Linked DNA regions of Mus musculus: regions 2 and 3 are each linked to region 1. The links are chromatin contacts, called in public Micro-C and promoter capture Hi-C maps. All regions are on one chromosome and are shown on one strand. The core of a region is the stretch at or near the end of the contact, and the rest is flanking DNA. Distances in the headings are between cores, read along the strand shown.

Region 1 (3,175 bases), core at 300-2,799:
GGCTAGGGGGTGTGGTCTTAGTGAAGGTGAGTCACTGGGCATGGGCTTTGAGGTTTCAAAGGTTTCAATTTGCTTTCTCTGTGTCAGGCTTGTGGGTCAAGATGTAAGCTCTCGGCTATCGCTCCAGCACCATGCCTGCCTGTCTGCTGCCATGCTCCCTGCCATGGTGGAATGAACTCACCCTTTGAAACCGTAAGCTTAATAAACTCTTTCTTCTATAAGTTGCCTTGGTCATGGTGTCTCTTCACAGCAGTAGAAAATAACCAAACAGTCCTCATCTCTGAAGGGCACCTGCCAAGTGTCAGCACCTCGCATCTCTCCCAAGCAGACTACTGTCTTCTAGGCATTAGACCAGGAGACATACACAGAGTGGCTTCAGGGACACCCAAAGGTGTTTCTCACAACACTAAAAGCATTCCAAAATAGGCCTACAGCTACATCTTGGTGATGGTATTATTGGTTGTGTAATTCTCTCTAAATGTTCATAATATTACTTCATAGTGACAAAAACTCAGGCCAGGTGTGATGGCACTTGCCTTTAATCCCAACACTCTGAAGACAGAGGCGAGTGGATCTGTGTAAGTTTGAGGTCAGGCTCATTTATATAACAAGTCTCTAGGGGTTTCTCCTGTCAGATCCCTGGCACTCTCTAATCATTTCCTCTGCCTTATCAGACAGGGTGAGTGCCTAGGGCCGGGGGTGAGCCTGGCTTGTTCCCTGACATGATCAATACAGAATCTCCAGACATGTCTAAAAAGTAAAAGAAAACTAGGGAGATTTCCGACATCACATACAGTGTGCCACAGAGCCAAGAAATTCCACTGTATAATCCTGACCGCGTTGGCGGAAGCTAGTCCTATCCCACCTGTTCCTAAGACCACTGGTGTGAATGTGGAGCAAGGTCACCCTGCATGACTCCTGTTGCTTAGTTCTCCTCAGCCTCAGGGTTCCTATCTTTAAGCACACTCTAAGATCTGGCTAAAGTGGGGAGAGGGGGCATTGTGCATAGACATATAGAAGCGTTCTACAATGTAAAGGGACTTGGGTAGCCCAGAAGGCCCCGCGGTGTCCAGAGCAGGCAAACTAAGCACAATCTTGAGCTGGGTGCAAACTGCAGGCAAGGAAGCACACCTTTGCTGTGTTTGAGGATAGGAAGGGCAACTGTGAGCAGATGCCAGGCACGCGGGGGCCACTGGATCTGGACCAAAAAGAAGGTATGTGCGAGGGTCCGGCCGCCCTCCTTCTCTTCACGGCCACGCCTCTCGCCGTGGCCAACTTGCCGACGCGCGCGACCTCCTGAACCCCTGGGCTGCGCACGCTCTCGGCGCCCGGAGCTGCGCCAGGCCCCGGGTGGGAGGACAAGGAGGGTCCCCGCGCAGGCTCCGAGTCCCGCGGGCGCCGCGGCCGTTTCCAAGCTGCCCCATGCGCTCCTCCCGCGCGCCGTGCGTGTCCGAGCGCGGGCGCTCGCAGTGCAGGTGGGCGCGCTCTCGCGGGCGGGGGTCCGGCCGGGCCGCGCGCCTCCCCCGGAACTCGGCCGTGCCATTCCCATGATGCCCAGCCACCGGGCACGGCTTCCGGAGCGCGGTCGCCGCCGCCGCGGGTAGGTGGCGGGAGAGACGGCCCGGGGTGGGGGGTGGGGGTCGCCCCGCCCCTCGCCGCGCCGGCCCCGCCCTCCTTTCCCGCGCTCCCACGGCGCGCCGGGCCCCTGAGTCCCCGCGGGACTCCGCGGTGGCTGCGGGCGCCCGACCGAGGGAGGGCGGGGCGGGAGTGTCCGTGCTTCCCCGCTCTCCGGGCCCGGCGCCTCCCGGGACGCGGGGCGCAGGGCGGGCAGCTGGGCTGGCTTCGTGGTGCAGGCCGCGGCGTGCAGGGTCCGGATCGGGTTGGTGGCTGAGGCTGGTGTTATCACGGGAGAGGGTCCCGGCCCCCGGGAGGCGCCTCTCGCGGATGCCTGGCGCTTGTTGCGCCCTGCGTTCCTCGAGAGCCAGCGGGCGCCGGGCGGGCCCAGGTGTGGCTCAGGTGAGGGGCGGGCTCCCGGTCACTGAGGCCGGCCTGGCCTTCAAGGCTGCCTTCTCGACCTGCCACGAACAGCTTCGAGACTCCCGGATTCCCTAAGCCTGGGATCCCAGAAAATTACTCGGGGGGGATGGATGGATGGGGGCACAGACCAGCCGGAGGCCCTGCCACTGACTGGAGAAGGGTTGGCATTAACCTGCTGAAGACCAGACTGCGGCTCCCTCTCAGACAGTGAGAAGAGCAGTCAGTACTCAGGCAGCAGGGGGATCTGTCTCCCCTTGCTTCCAGCACTGTGCACAGGGATTGGCAGTCACAACAATTTTTCTGGGGGCCGAATCTTGTCAGCACCTCTGGCTCCTAAGGACCAAATCTTACCCACACCCACTTTAAGTTGGAGTACAGGGCCCTCTACATCATAAGTTAAGTGCAGAGTCCATGCTGGGGGGGGGGGGGCAGAGAGGGGTGATGATTGTACCCACAACCACCCTGGAAACCTGATTCCCAGAGCCTCCAGTTTAAAGCCCCAATTCTGGCTTCAGCTCACATTTCTAACTGTGAAGTTCATGGTTCTCCAGAGTGACAGCTCCCAAGATTGACCAGGTAGCTGGACCAACAACCATTAAGACTGTCAGAGGAGCTCAGTTCTGGGTCCATCGTTATAAGCTGTGAGCAGGTGAGTGGAAATAAACTGATTTATTCCCTCGGCTCTGCACCTGCTGTCATGTTAAGATATTAATGTTACTCACCCCATCCCACCCTGCCCTGCCCCAACGGGGAAAGCACTTTTTGTTGTGTTTACTTTGGTGGGTTGAGACAGCATCAAGTAGCCCAGATACTGTCTTTGAACTAGATAAGGAACCAGTACTAGCCTTGAACTCCTGATCCTCTGGCCTTCACCTGAGATTAAGGCATGCATACCCCACCACACCCTACTCGATTCAGACCCTTCACAGTTAAGCCCTGCAAATGTTACGTGATTTCTATAGTATTGCAGTTTGAACACCACCTACAGCAAAGAAGCGGTAGGTCCTCCAGCCAGTGAAAGCAGTTACTCTTCCCTTTAGTTCCCACTGCCTTGTGCCTGTGGGGAGTCTCAGGAAAGCAAAGTGATTGTTGAGGATGGCCAGGATGTGAGCTCGGGTAGCTGGTAGAGGAAAGCACC
Region 2 (3,175 bases), core at 431-2,930, 87 kb after region 1:
TTGTCTGTCTGTCCTATAGGCTGGATTTCCATAGGTTGCAGGCTGGTGGTGTGTGGAGGCTATCCTTCTGACTCCTGTTGTTCCCCAAGTGATGGTTAGATTTAGGTGTGGGTTGCAAGACGTTCTTCACTATCCCACATATGCTGTCCTTATCCCCTCTCTTTTGATGGGCCTGCTCTTGATAAAGGATATTCCCTGTAGGCTGGGGGCTAATCATGAGGGAATGCTTAGGAGGCCTTGGGGAGGGCTCTGCTTTCTGGGAAGTGTCTAAAAAGTCACAGCTGGTGCTGGGGATGCTGAGGGTGTGAGCCCTGTGGGGTCTAGGGCAGCAGGCAGGAACATGGGGACACTTATATTGGTGAAAGGGGGTCAGAGTAAAAAGGCTTGAGCTGTTGGCCTATGGGAGTGAGGAGCTTGTCTGTCTGTCTGTCTGTCTGTCTGTGTGGCTTTATGTCTCTGTGTATCTGCCTACACATATGTGTGTCTGTGTTTCTGTGTCTGTGCATGTGATATCCATGAACAGACTTCCCAGGAGGGAAATGCAGAGCGAGACAGGAAAGGAACTTGATAAAACAGGTGGACAGCAACCAGAAAAGCAGAGTAGATGATGGAACCTCACCTCTGCCACCGTCCATCCCTGCAATTAGTGTGTCTGGAGGCAGCCTGCCTGCCGACGGCCTGCCCGCAGGGTTGACGCCTGGGGACTAAGTATCAGAGAGAAGTGGCCCTTAGAAAAAGAAAGCCAGAATAGGAGAGAGCAGCAGGGTCAGGAAACAAAGCTGAGCTGCTGCCGGGTCCTTGGCCCAGGAATGGGGCTGGGGAAAAGCCTACAGAATGTGTGGGAGCCACTGCCTTCCTGTGATATACCCCCACACGCCTGGACTTCCTGGAGATAGGGCAGAGCCCGGGCTTCTGAGCAGCCTTAGGGGATCTCCACACCTAGCCAAATCTGCCTATCTTTTTCTTAAATCATATTCACTGGAGCCTGTTCATAAAAATACTTTCTGACAATTAAAAATTTCAAAGAAAATTTAGGCCTTGTGGCGGGAGAGATGGCCCAGCATTCACAGTTTGTTCCCCTCAGGCATCAGCGTCTACCATGTCTGCAATGTACACACATGCATGGCAAATAACAGTACACATACAATAAAATAAACAAGCCTTTAAAAGTACGCCACCTCACCTAGTGGTAACCAGCATTGCTTTTGCATAGTAGGTTTGTCTAGTTTGTGCATGACTGTGGTGACTGGAGCTGAGGCTGGAAGCATCCCTCTCCCAATGGAGCTTGGACTGGATGCCAACGCCCTGTGGACACTGAGCCCAATCAATCCTCAGGGTCACCCTTCCCCATACTCTAATATATGAGCACATAGTCAGTGACCTCATTGACATCCTCCCAGTCACACTCTTGGAGGAAGTCATTTTCATTACCCATACTTTCCAGGTGAAGAAACTGAGGCTACAGAGCTAGGGGGTGTTGTAACTGGAATTCCCGGGAAGTGGATCTGATTTCAGCAAAACAGCATCACGGGCCGCCCACACAATACATAGACTGTGTATGCAAGCGCTGTCCACCAGGCCTGCCAACTAGAGGAGGCCCACGCCCCCTCTGAAACCACTCCCCCAGCAGCCCACGCCCCCAGCTGACATCAGCGAGGCCCGGCCTCTGGCGCAGAGCGCAGGCAGCGCGGAGCCGCGCCGGCCCTGCGCCCCGCGCTGCCCCGGGTCTCGCGGCCCGCCGGCCACCCGCGCCACCGTGAGTCGTCCATGGTGCAGCGCATGTGGGCTGAGGCGGCCGGGCCCATAGGGGGCACCGAGCCGTTGTTTCCCGGTTCCCGGCGCAGCCGCAGCGTGTGGGACGCCGTGCGCCTGGAGGTGGGCGTCCCCGACAGCTGCCCAGTGGTGCTGCACAGCTTCACGCAGCTCGACCCTGATCTGCCGCGCCTGGAGGTGGGTGAGCCCAACGTCCTTTGCAGCATTGTGTGTGGCTGGGGGGTTCCTTCCTCAGAAGTCCCCCTGCTGTATCAGCCCTGGGGCAGCCAGTTGGGCATTACAGCTTCCAGCACACCCTCAGCAGTAGGTGGGGAATCAGAGCTGAATTCCCGTGCCCCCTCAATTCATCCCAGTACCTGCTCCCACTCATCACAGGTGTGACAACCCCAATTACTGCAGTCAGTCAAACCTTTAAGCCCCTCCATGCTGTCACTATTTACACGCCTGTGGTGTGTGAATGCTCCAACCACGAGGGCCTATCCTCATTTCAAACCCTTGTCAATGGGGCGCGTGACACGAGGAGGCCACAATATAGTGGGCCAGCAAGTGGTTGTGGTGGCACAGCCCTAAACTCCCCAGAGGTGAGTGGGACCTCAGGGGCCTTTGAATACCCATCACTGAGTCAGACATAGGTCTAATGACCCGGGAACATCGAGGCTGTTCAGAGGAGGCAGTGGCAGGAAGGGAGTGGGATGGGCTGGAAGATTCAGAGACCATGCCCTTATGTGTGGGTGGTGGGAATAGTGAATGTGGGTAGGAGCTTGTTTCTAGTGTCCTGGGCAGGGACACCCAGCAGTGCCCTCTTCCTTTCACCTTAGTGTACACCTGCCACCATGCCCCAGGGGTAGTGGAATCCCAAGGCAGCCCTGCATCCTGCTCTGCCTAGAGAAGGCTCAGACAAAGCATACTCGGGAACTTCTGGTCATGGGGCCCCCAGGCCTAGGAGGCCTCTTGTGCTTGGCAGGTGTCCCAAGCCAGGCTGCTCATTCACCCAGTGGTCTCATCCTGGAGGCGGCTGGGGAGGGACTCCGGGGAGCTTGGTGGTGGGCGGCCCACCACCAGCCCTGCACTCATCTGGCTTTCATTATGTCTGGCAGAGTCTCCGGCTTTGTGTGCTGGAAGGGCCTAGCCTGATCACTCCTGGAGGGGGGTGTCAAGCTTCTCTCTGACTCTGTCTGGCTACATCCCTAAGGACCCTTTGTGGCAGGGCTGTTGAAAGGTTCTGTTCCTGCATGGGTTGCTGCTATCTGTGCCTCCTCTGCTGCCCTCTCTCCAGGCCTCTGTGTTGTCATGCAGCCTGGTCACCGTTTAGAAATCAGAGGGAAGCTTCTGGCTGGGTCAGGAAAGCCAGGGTCCTGGCAGGAGAGGAGGCCACAGCCGGAAACTGAACACAATGACCATT
Region 3 (3,175 bases), core at 295-2,794, 71 kb after region 1:
CACACACACACACACACACACACACGGTCAAGTAGGTGCTGGAATGAGTCTCCACTGTGCTTATGGGAGACCAGGTAGGCCTTGAGAGGAAAACAAAGGACAGAGATGGGTGACTCACATGGCCTTTAGCCTCCTGAGATCGAAGGGCCAGGGATATGGAAACACAGAGGTTGGTTGTCCTGGCACCAGGGTGGCCATGAGCAGCAGGAAGCATCTTCTTCCTCACCTGCTATTGCCTTCATTGCTGTCACCCCACCCCACCCCACCCCCCATCTGCACACCTGCTGCTGTCTCTTGACTTTTTCCTCTTCCATTTTCAGGTATGTGTGTTATACATATATGTGTATATATGTTGTGCATGAGTTTTGGTTCATTTGTTTTGAGACTGGGTCTCTACATAGCACTAGCTATCCTGGAACTCACTGTGTAGACCCCAGAACTCACAGACATCCTCTTCCGAGTGCTGGGAACTCCAACACACTGGGCGTAGATGCATGTGTTGGCACATGCATATGGTAGGTGCTGTGATCATTGAGGGAGGCAGGGTCTCAACTAATAGGGCTGGGCTTGCTGGCCAGCTTGCTCTGGAGATTCCGTCTCTATCCTTTGAGGCTAGATTTATATCTGTCTGGATAGCCACAGCCATCAGGCATTTGCCTGAGTCGTGGAGGTCCTGGCCCTGTAACCTCTGAGCCATTTCCCCAGCTTCTGACTTTTACGGTTGTCTGAACTTGGTGAAGTAGCAGAGCTGGAGAGCCATTCATCCATGTGCTTGTGCATCTCATAGGTCAGCCACACGAGAGAAAGCAGGAAGAGCAGTGCAGAAAGCTGACAGGGAGCGAGACAAGAGTCAGCGAGGTAGGCATGACGGTGACAAAAAGGTGACAGGCCTGGTACGTTGTGTTAGTGTCCTGTGGCTGCTCTAGCAGAATGCCATATACTGGATGACCCTGTGCAACAGAAATCTCTCGTGGTTCTAGAGGACAGAAGCCTAAAAGCAAGGCATCAACACCACTGAACCACAGCTTCTGGCATGGCTGTAGTCCTTAGCTTTAAATCCCCCTAAACGTGTCTGTAGTCCTCTGCCTCCACACAGCTGCCTCTGTGTGTCTGTGTCTCTGTGTGTCTGTGTCTGGTTGTCTCCATTACTGTAAGGACATCGTGTGTGTGTGTGTGTGTGTGTGTGTGTGTGTGTGTGTGTGTGTGTGTGTGAGAGAGAGAGAGAGAGAGAGAGAGAGAGAGAGTGTGTGAGAGTGAGAGAGTGAGCCCTGACCTGACCCCATCCCAGTCTAGCCTTGTGTTGCCTGGATCTGCAGGACCCAAGGGCTTTTGGAAGGACACAGCTGAGCCTGTGAGGAGGGTTATAGGGAAGGCCAGGTTCCTTAGGATCTGGCAGAATTTCACCTGTGTAGGAAGGCTTGAAGGCCACCAATGGTAGCACCAGCAGGTGGCGCTGTAACCTCTGGTGTGGAAGTTCAGTACTGCACTGCCCTGTCCCGAGTTTCCACAAAAGCTCATCTGGTTGCCAGGAGACAAAGCAAACTGTAAACAGGTCAGGAGTCATCCTTGGTGACACACACTGAAGGAAATCAGAATGAGAGCAGGCGAGCAGCAGGGTGTTGCTGGTAACCACTGAGGAGACCTCAGCTTCTCCCCCACCCCCTCTCCCCAACACACACACCTTGGGGCCTGGACTTTGCCTCCCTCTGGCTCGTCACCAGTAAGTTGCCTTGGCCTACTGCAGTTTCCAGACAGCTCCCCTACCTATTACCACAGGCCACAAGAAGTAGTTTTAGGGAAAGGTGAGCTGCTTATACAACACATGGCTGGCAGGGACCTTAGCCTTAGCCTGTCCCAGAGGAGGCATGTCTACCCAGCATGGCCTGCTGCCAACACTGGTTGGCTGGGCATGGGGACAACCCCTGGTTGGGTAATGGCAAGCCCCAGGTGACACTCCTTTACAGACAAGCCAGGGAGGGGCCAGGCACCAGGGCTAGGGCGGAGAATGCCTTCCAGTTATACTGGGCTTCTAGTGGTCAGAGCCCTGTCAAGGCAGGAAGAGCCTGAGTTGGTGGTTAGCAGGAATGGAGATGCAAACCAAGCTAGACAGATTTTTTTCATCCCCCTGACTCTAATGAGGGCCTCAACTCTGCTTTCTGTGTTGGGTCTTGAACCTCAAGAGAATCCTCTCTTAGAGGGTCACGGGGTGGTGCACGACTGCAATCCCAGCTGAGGCAGGAGAATTATGAGTTCAAGGTCATCCTGAGGTACACTGTGAGACCTGAATCCCCTACACACACACCCCCAAACTGAGTCTTAGAGGCATAGTACTTTCTTGGATAGGTGGCTTCCTTGTAGGCAAAGGTAGGTTTGGGGAGCCTCCAGGGCCCCTTACAGGTAGCTGAGACAGCCTGAGGAGGTAGAGATGGGAAGGAATGTGGCATCTCCATAAAAATGACAAGTCCCAGAAGAAGGGAGAGTTCCCATGGCAACCTAGTACAGTTGCTTAGCAACCATAGTCCCCCAAAATACCTGCAGGAAGACTCCCGGCTAGGGGCTTTCCCACCGCCTGTGTGTGGCTCTTAGCTCTGAGTGGTTACCTCCTGTGGTTGATCCACCCACACCTCCATATAGGGCCTAGCAGCCCACAGCCCCAGGATCCTTACTGAGAGAAACCCCAGTCTACTCCCTCTTCCTATTACCCCAAGCTGCAGCTGCCTACCATCAGGCCAGTCCCTTAGCAACCAATGCCATTTTCTAGATATCCGAGTGACAATTGGACAGTGGTAGAATGTCAGAAAGATTCAGAATCAGCTGTACAGTCAATTGTAGCCTGGTGCCGGCCATTCCAGAGGGACAGGCACGATGTTTTAACAACACAAATACCCTGTAGCCCCGGACTCCCTAGTCCTGGGGCACGGCAGCATCCCAGGTGTGGCAAAGACCAAGAGTCCCCTGGAGCTCCTGGAATACAAGGCTGTGGTCTCAAACCAACTTTGAGACTAACTAGCCGGCTGACCACAGCATAATTCCTCTTGACCTGTTTCTCCATCTCTGGCTCATCTGTCCCTTTCCCTGTGTGCTCACCACTTTAAACATCAATACTGCCCCGTAAGTTATGTCACGTTTGGGGACTTGCATGGGATGTGGGAAATCGGGCCCAGGGCCTGCACGT

Evidence for each region. Hi-C and Micro-C count contacts between places; a contact is called where the count stands out from the background. Capture Hi-C pulls out chosen DNA fragments and counts their contacts.
Region 2: a contact with region 1 is called in a promoter capture Hi-C map of pancreatic islet. The contact joins the promoter of Ralgds here to the promoter of Ppp1r26 in region 1. A contact is called at or near these places in 9 of 39 promoter capture datasets (3T3-L1-derived adipocytes, the HPC-7 cell line, cranial neural crest and 6 more), 2 of 484 Hi-C or Micro-C datasets (embryonic stem cells and palatal mesenchyme), 4 of 115 datasets of contacts at active chromatin or transcription factors (embryonic stem cells and epiblast stem cells) and 3 of 9 other capture datasets (adipose tissue, liver and pancreatic islet).
Region 3: a Micro-C map of embryonic stem cells shows a contact between it and region 1, with 2.9 times the contacts expected there. The contact joins the enhancer-like site here to the promoter of Ppp1r26 in region 1. A contact is called at or near these places in 1 of 39 promoter capture datasets (macrophages), 5 of 484 Hi-C or Micro-C datasets (8-cell embryo, embryonic stem cells and stem cell-derived neural progenitor cells), 3 of 115 datasets of contacts at active chromatin or transcription factors (embryonic stem cells and memory CD8 T cells) and 3 of 9 other capture datasets (adipose tissue, liver and pancreatic islet).

What each region holds. Positions count from the first base shown.
Region 1 is chr2:28,445,297-28,448,471 of GRCm38.p6, forward strand. It overlaps Ppp1r26 (protein phosphatase 1, regulatory subunit 26), which reads left to right and starts at 1,550. Exons shown (of 4, transcript NM_001005420.2): 1 at 1,550-1,600; 2 at 2,589-2,686.
Region 2 is chr2:28,531,784-28,534,958 of GRCm38.p6, forward strand. Ralgds (ral guanine nucleotide dissociation stimulator) reads left to right here and starts at 1,681. Exons shown (of 18, transcript NM_001145835.1): 1 at 1,681-1,950. The coding sequence starts at 1,768.
Region 3 is chr2:28,515,892-28,519,066 of GRCm38.p6, forward strand. It overlaps a transcript of Ralgds not described here. Among named protein-coding and RNA genes, the nearest start is that of Ralgds, 16 kb to the right of the region's middle. Within about 2 kb of position 1,545, at least 225 of the 459 cell types and tissues checked have an H3K27ac peak or open chromatin away from gene starts, as enhancers often do. A contact at or near this core is called in adipose tissue, embryonic stem cells, liver and 2 more, where this site is marked.